Regions from separate parts of the Pan troglodytes genome. Here region 1 is linked to region 2. A link is a contact called in public Hi-C data. All regions are on one chromosome and are shown on one strand. The core of a region is the stretch at or near the end of the contact, and the rest is flanking DNA. Distances in the headings are between cores, read along the strand shown.

What was found. Hi-C and Micro-C count contacts between places; a contact is called where the count stands out from the background.
Region 1: a contact with region 2 is called in a Hi-C map of induced pluripotent stem cells, with 1.9 times the contacts expected there. The contact joins two enhancer-like sites. A contact is called at or near these places in 3 of 7 Hi-C or Micro-C datasets (induced pluripotent stem cells and stem cell-derived neural progenitor cells) and 1 of 1 other capture datasets (stem cell-derived neural stem cells).

What each region holds. Positions count from the first base shown.
Region 1 is chr5:8,876,681-8,880,476 of NHGRI_mPanTro3-v2.0_pri, forward strand. No RefSeq gene overlaps it. Among named protein-coding and RNA genes, the nearest start is that of SERPINB9, 29 kb to the left of the region's middle. Within about 2 kb of position 2,066, at least 5 of the 24 cell types and tissues checked have an H3K27ac peak or open chromatin away from gene starts, as enhancers often do. A contact at or near this core is called in induced pluripotent stem cells, where this site is marked.
Region 2 is chr5:8,798,057-8,801,975 of NHGRI_mPanTro3-v2.0_pri, forward strand. No RefSeq gene overlaps it. Among named protein-coding and RNA genes, the nearest start is that of SERPINB1, 12 kb to the left of the region's middle. Within about 2 kb of position 2,110, at least 15 of the 24 cell types and tissues checked have an H3K27ac peak or open chromatin away from gene starts, as enhancers often do. A contact at or near this core is called in induced pluripotent stem cells, where this site is marked.

The DNA of each region.
Region 1 (3,796 bases), core at 816-3,315, 79 kb after region 2:
TGGGCTCCCACTTCCCTAACAATAGCTCGCTTCGGGCTCAAACTCCTGGACTCAAGCAATCCTCCCACCTCAGCCTCCCAAAGCACTGGGATTATATGGGTTGATTTAAATAAAATAAAATCATTGATAAAAGCTTACTAAGCCTTGATGTTTGATTGTCAATCTATGTCTAATTATAATATTTAAGATTTTATACATTTATATTTTTAATTATTTGAAACCAACCAAACCTCTTCTTTTTGGAAGAGTTTTTTGTTTGTTTTTGTTTTTGTTTTGAGATGGAGTCTCGCTCTGTTGCCCAGGCTGGAGTGCAATGGCACGATCTCAGCTCACTGCAACCTCCGCCTCCCAGGTTCAAGCAATTCTCCTGCCTCAGCCTCTCAAGTAGCTGGGATTACAGGCACATGCTGCCACACTGGGCTAATTTTTTGTATTTTAGTAGAGACGGGGTTTCTCTGTGTTGCCCAGGCTGGTCTCGAACTCCTCAGCTCAGGCAATCTGCCCGCCTCAGACTCCCAAAGTGCTGGGATTACAGGCCTGAGCCACCATGCCCAGCCCTTGGAAGAGTTTTTTAAAGGTTATAAAATTACATTTCCAAGTGTTAAAAATAAGTATATGAGTTTTAACATCATTTTGTAGCAATAACATCATTTAACAAGGGAAAGAAAAACTTTCAAATAGATGTTTTAAAATGATCATTCCACCCTCTTTCAATAAGATGCATCTTTACCTACTAAGGCAATCCATTACAGTTTTTCAAAAATATTTGCTAGGTATTCCACTAATAGCCACTTTTGACAGAACAGGTCATTACATTTGGAATTCTTGCTATTCAAAAAGAAAAAAAATGTAAATATCAAATTAACCAACCCTCTTTTCAAAGATCATTAGCAAATGAAAGCAGGCCACTGAAGAGAAATGTTGGAGAATGCTTGCTGACCCAGGAACGTGTGGAACCCGGTGGACCTCAATTCAAAAAGCATCACATTAATTAGTTTGTCGGATTTTTCTGTTTGAAGGAGCTTGTGAGAGAAACGTGTTTCGGACATGATCCCACCTGGAAGCTGCCATTAGTGTCTCCTTAGTGCCTTGTTGAATGAGAAACCCTATTAATTCCAGGGGTATTACCTGGAAGTATTAAATGACAAGGAGTTGGGTGGCAGTTAGGGAGGCCTGTTTGTCTTCTAAATGTATCCATTCCTTTTTGGGGTGCTTTGACTGCATGCAATGCAGACAGGAAAATTAAATAGGAAATATAATCCTCATCTCCTCTTGGAATACGGCATGTCAGCAGGATGACCATACAGCATGGCTTGTCTGGGACAGTCCCAGTTATACCTGTTGCCTTGGTATCCTGCCTGGGTCAGCATTTGTCACAGGCTTTTCATTTTCAATGAAGTATTGTTAGTAACAGCTACAGGAGGGGGGTTGGCAGGTCTTTACTTTGTACTGTGAGCTCCCACTACACTTACACCTGTCAGGGTCCACTCAGGAGACAAAGCCACATCAGTTATGTGAACAGAGGAGAATATAAAGGATTGTTAGTTAGGAAAAGGGGCACAGAAGCAGCATGTGAAAAAGGGGCAGCTGTTACCCACAGGCCCAGTGAGAGTGGATGAGGAAAGACTAAAGTGTTAGGAGACCTTTACCCCACCCCCACCCCACACACACTTCGGGCTGAAACTCAGATCTTTTTGAAGAGGATGCAGCTGCCACAGAAACATGCAGCTGCTGCTGGCAGAGTGCATGGGTCAGAGTGGGCCACCAGGAGCTGTCTGCCATTGCCAGAGGGTGTGGCAGGCCAGAGCCGTCCGCAGAAGGGGTGTGGCAGGCCAGAGCCGTCCGCAGAAGCAAAAGGCCAGGTAGGGACACAGCTGCCTGAGGTTGCAGCTGTTGCGACTGCAGAAATGGCTGTTGTGTGGAGAAAACATGAGAATGAGGCTAGAGATGGTCTGTGTGGGCTGCTGGACCCTGCACTGAGTGGTTACAGGAGAACCAGAACTGGGAACGACAGGTGTCTTTCTACCGGGCTTTCCTGGCAGTGTCTCACTGGCATCCTCTAGTGACGAAGCATAGCATTGTGCCATCTAGGGAAGTGACAGCAACTCCAGGGTTACATGAGAGGAGGCTCTAGAGCCAAGAGACAATCAATTGCTAAGTGACTCAGCAGGTGTAGGATGCTCACTTTAATCTTGGTTAAATCTGACAGGCAACTTGTGAGTCTGATCCTTTCCAGAAGTCTCCCCCTTCAAGGACAGGACATAAGGAACTCACTCACTGATAAAACAACTTAATCCTTGTTCACAAGCAGCTAGGGACAGCTACGTCCTTCTGGACTCTAGTACTGTGGAGATAATTATTTGGGACTGCTTTCCCCTGACAGCCACTGGGTTGTAATGTGGCTCGTGCTGTGGCTTTTGAGAAGCCATCATTTGGCAGAGTCAGTTGGAAACATGGAAAAGTATAGTTTAGGTACACAGTTTAAACTATAATTTAGGCATATTTAAATAGAGGCTATATAAAAATAGAGGCATATTTAAATAGAGGAAATAGAGGCTATAAATTATTATAGATATAAGCCCAAACTCTTTTGCTACAGTGGTTTTGTTATTCATTATATAGGAAAATCTACAGCCATTTATTTTATTGTTTGACTATACTTTTTTACTTAATTTTATTTATTTTGAGACAGAGTCTCACTGTGTCACTCAGGCTGGAATGCAGTCGCACCATCTCGGCTCACCACAACCTCCGCCTCTCAGGTTCAAGAGATTCTCCTGCCTCAGCTTCCCAAGCGCTGGGATTACAGGCGCCCGCCAGCATAACTGGCTAATTTTTTGTATTTTTAGTAGAGACACGGTTTCGCCATGTTGGCCAGGCTGGTCTCGAGCTCCTGACCTCAGGTGATCCACCTACCTCGGCCTCCCAAAGTGCTGGAATTACAGGCAAGAGCCACCGCACCCAGCCTGTTTGGCTATACTTTAATTTTGCAATAAATCCTTTTAGCAAACAGTGAGCTCAAAAATTAAGTACTGAATTTTCATATCACAAGAGGTGGAATGTTTAGTGTGCACAAAATGTTGCTGCTTACCACTCACCAGTGGCACCATAGTGCTATCTCTGACCATGTAAAAACGATAAGATGCTAATCTATAAGGAAATACTAGCACCTCCTTCAAAAGTTAGAACTTATTTTAAGAAAATTCTGGCCGGGCACGGTGGCTCACCCCTGTAATCCCAGCACTTTGGGAGGCCGAGGCAGGTGGATCACAAGGTCAGGGTTTGAGACCAGCGTGGCCAATATGGTGAAACTCTGTCTCTACCAAAAATACAAAAATTAGCCAGGTGTGGTGGCAGGTGCCTATAGTCTCAGCTACTCTGGAGGCTGAGGCAGGAGAATCGCCTGAACCTGGGAGGCGGAGGTTGCAGTGAGCCAAGATAAACGTCACTGAACTCCAGCCTGGGTGACAGAGTGAGACTCAGTCTCCAAAAAAAAAGAAAGAAAGAAAGAAAGAAAGAAAATTCTGTCCAAAGATAATAATCTATCAAGTGCATTGCAGAGGATATATTTATATATTAGTTTGTAAAGCAGGCTGTTCATTTGATCAAATGTCTGCTATTTGAAGTTAATTTCTGTCATTTTCAAAAAGTAAAGCAATACATGGACGCATTGGCTGCATTAGCAGAAGAAAAACTTTCATTTGTTCAAGTGTCATCAGATGTTTCAAATTAAAAAGCAGTGTAAGGTTTTCATCTAATTCATGGATAGAATTAAAAATAAGCTTTTAGAAGTTCC
Region 2 (3,919 bases), core at 860-3,359:
TGTATGAAGCGTGTTCACACGGTGCAGTCCTGACCTGTATGAAGCGTGTTCACCTGGTGCGGGACAGACTCTCTGCATGAAGCATGTTCACATAGTGCGGGGCTGACTCTCTGTCTGAAGCATGTTCACACGGTGCGGTGCTGACCCTCTGTATGAAGCGTGTTCACATAGTGCGGAGCTGACTCTCTATATGAAGCGTGTTCACACGGTGCAGTGCTGACTCTCTGTATGACGCATGTTTACACAATGAGGTGCTGATCTTCTGTATGAAGCATGTTCACATGGTGCAGTGCTGACTCTGTTTGAAGCGTGTTCACACAGTGAGGTGCTGACCTCATGTATGAAGCATGTTCACACAGTGCAGTGCTGACTCTCTGTCTGAAGCATGTTCACACGGTGCGGTGCTGACCCGACCCTATGTATGAAGCGTGTTCACACGGTGCAGTGCTGACCCGTCTGAAGCGTGTTCACATAGTGCAGAGCTGACTCTCTATATGAAGCGTGTTCACCTGGTGCAGGACAGACTTTCTGCATGAAGCATGTGAACATAGTGCGGGGCTGACTCTCTGTATGAAGCGTGTTGACATGGTGTGGTGCTGACCCTCTGTATGAAGCGTGTTCACACAGTGCAGTGCTGACCTGTATGAAGCGTGTTCACCTGGTGCAGGACAGACTCTCTGCATGAAGCATGTTCACATAGTGCAGGGCTGACTCTCTGTCTGAAGCATGTTCACACGGTGCGGTGCTGACCCGACCCTATGTATGAAGCGTGTTCACATAGTGCAGAGCTGACTCTCTATATGAAGCGTGTTCACACGGTGCAGTGCTGACTCTCTGTATGACGCATGTTCACACAATGAGGTGCTGATCTTCTGTATGAAGCATGTTCACATGGTGCGGTGCTGACTCTCTGTATGACGCATGTTCACACAGTGAGGTGCTGACCTCATGTATGAAGCATGTTCACACAGTGCAGTGCTCTCTGTTTGAAGCGTGTTCACACAGTGAGGTGCTGACCTAATGTATGAAGCATGTTCACACAGTGCATGTGAAACCAGAACCAATAGTCGAACCCAAGCAGAAGTCTTGACCAAGCACTTCCCTCCTGGGAATGCACCATGATATCACCACACCGAAGGCCAGGCTGGCAAATAGGGACATTTAAGTGACATTTAAGCTCGTGGTGGCCCTATGAGGAGTCATTGCTGACTGAGATGGGATTTTAAGGTGTTGCCTGCCTGTGTGTTCTCAGACCCTCTCCTGAAGCCCCACCCCTTCCCCTGATCCTCTCCTGGGACCCCCCCTCCCCTATCCCTGACCCTCTCCTGGAGCCCCCTCCCCCCTCCCTGTCCCTCTCCTGAAGTCCCCTCCCCTGACCCTGTCCTGGGACCCCCTCTCCTTTCCCTGACCCTCTCCTGGAGTCCCCTCGCCTTTCCCTGACCCTCACCTGAAGTCCCCTCCCCTTTCCCTGACCCTCTCCTGGAGCCCCCTCCTCTCTCCCTGTCCCTCTCCTGAAGTCCCCTCCCCTGACCCTCCCCTGACCCTCTCCTGGGACCCCCTCCCCTTTCCCTGACCCTCTCCTGGGACCCCCTCCCCTTTCCCTGACCCTCTCCTGGAGCCCCCTCCCCTCTCCCTGTCCCTCTCCTGAAGTCCCCTCCCCTGACCCTCACCTGGGACCCCCTCCCCTTTCCCTGACCCTCTCCTGGGACCCCCTCCCCTTTCCCTGACCCTCTCCTGGAGCCCCCTCCCCTCTCCCTGTCCCTCTCCTGAAGTCCCCTCCCCTGACCCTCTCCTGGGACCCCCTCCCCTTTCCCTGACCCTCACCTGGGACCCCCTCCCCTTTCCCTGACCCTCTCCTGGAGCCCCCTCCCCTCTCCCTGTCCCTCTCCTGAAGTCCCCTCCCCTGACCCTCACCTGGGACCCCCTCCCCTTTCCCTGACCCTCTCCTGAAATGCCCTGCCTGCACCATTGTCTTATATTTTTCTCATGGTTAGACTGGGGTTATGGTTTTTTCTGGGAAAGGCCACAGAGGTAAAGTGCCATCTCACTGTGTCATATTCAGGGTCCATGCCATCAACATGACTCATCAGTGCTGACGCGGTGATGACCTGGGGGACGCAGTGTTTCTCAGGTTCCCCCACTGAGCCTCCGCAACTCCAGTAGTGACAAACCGCTCCACCCACCGCCATCCATTTTCGTAATTGTTCAATTGCTAGTATCACATTTCATCAAGAGACGCATAGCAGAGTCCAACCAAGACTCCATGATAGAGAAACCAGGTAAGAACTACTGTCTCGGCGCAACTGGAGGAGACGATATTTCTTGCCTGGTTTCCCTATCGTGGGAACTGAGTCCCCCCCCAGTTTCGTTTCCTCCATCGAGCTAATTACTGAGGCTGCTTAGCAGCCTCCGGAGTGAGCACAGCGGAAACTATCATTAGGGAACTTTGAACGTTTCTGTGAAATGCCAACAGGAAATGTTTCGGCATTTTCAAAATATTTAGAAAATTCCCTGTTCAGTTACAAAAGTGAATCTGAATCTTACCCTGCAGAAGTTAAACTGCTCCCTCTTCCGGATGAAATTACCTTTGTAATTTCTTTTTACAACCTACAGCCTATTGTGCTTGGGTTTCCAAATAGTTTAAAGTTCCCTTGTCCCTTACTTTGTGTCAAGGGGGTGTTTGTGCCTTAAAGGGAAGATCCTGTGCCTTAAAGGAAACCAGAACTGATAGTCGAACCCAAGCAGAAGTCTTGACCAAGCACTTCCCTCCTGGGAATGCACCATGATATCACCACACCGAAGGCCAGGCTGGCAAACAGGGATGTACATGCAGGGGAGACGAGAACTTCTCCCGTGAGAAACAGCACAGTCCAGCCATATGAACCCGCAGCTCAGGAAGTATTGTTCACTTTTACTGTTCTCTCTTAGGGAAGGGCATTCTCAAAACGTTTCCGCACAAGCAGACCATCCCTTTTATTTTCCCACATCGTCTGTCTCCTTTTCTTCTGCTTTCAGAATGTCTCAAGAGTATTTACAAGAGTTGAGCAACACAGGCATCTTTATCTGGGGTCTTTATCCACAGAGCAGAGGACAGGAAGTCGTCACTACAGAGACGAAGCGATGTATGGTTTGACCCAGTGGAGGACTTTGTTAGGGTGGAGGTGTGAGTGTGAATGTGGGACATCCAGGACAGTGGAGGGTAACCACTGGAGAGGAGGTCTGGGGACAGTTTGGGAGCAGCCAAATATAAAATAAGCATTTCTGTTCTAAATCCAAAAGAACATTCTACGCTGCTGTAATCTCCAGTGTACCTCAGAGATCCTAAAGTTTCCTGAAGTTGTTTGAAAGTCACGGCCGATGTAAAGTGAAAGCACACACATATCTGTAAGCTCTGAGCTCAGGATTTCACGTGAGGTCCTTTGTTCGGGAGGCAGGGGGGTTCTCCCTGCTGCTGGCTGAGGTCACTGCATTCAGTGTGACAGGAGACAGCACAATACAGCAAAGCAGCTGGAGGGATTGCCTTGTAGAGTGGAAGACCTTCCGCAGAACAGAACGCTCTCTGTCCTGTTCTGCTGGAGAATGAAAAGGGATGGGTGGCCTGCGTGAAACCTCTTTATGGGGCTTGTGCGTTCTGACACTGTGACCGCCGAGGCCACAGCTGCCTTTGTTTCTTCCTCTCTGACCTCCATGAAGGGCTAGCGCACAAACTTGGACAGGGACGGCTTTATCTCTTGGGTGATATTCTGGAAAAGTCAGTCTTGACTTAGTCAAAGGCATCAGTAATTCCCCAACAGCTGAGAGCAGACTCCATGCTGTGGTTTTCTTCTAACTTGAATCGAGGAGACTTCCACATCTTTGCTATCCATTGCGCCTGGCTTTGTCCACTCGCTGACTTCTTCATATATAAGCTCGTTTTCCA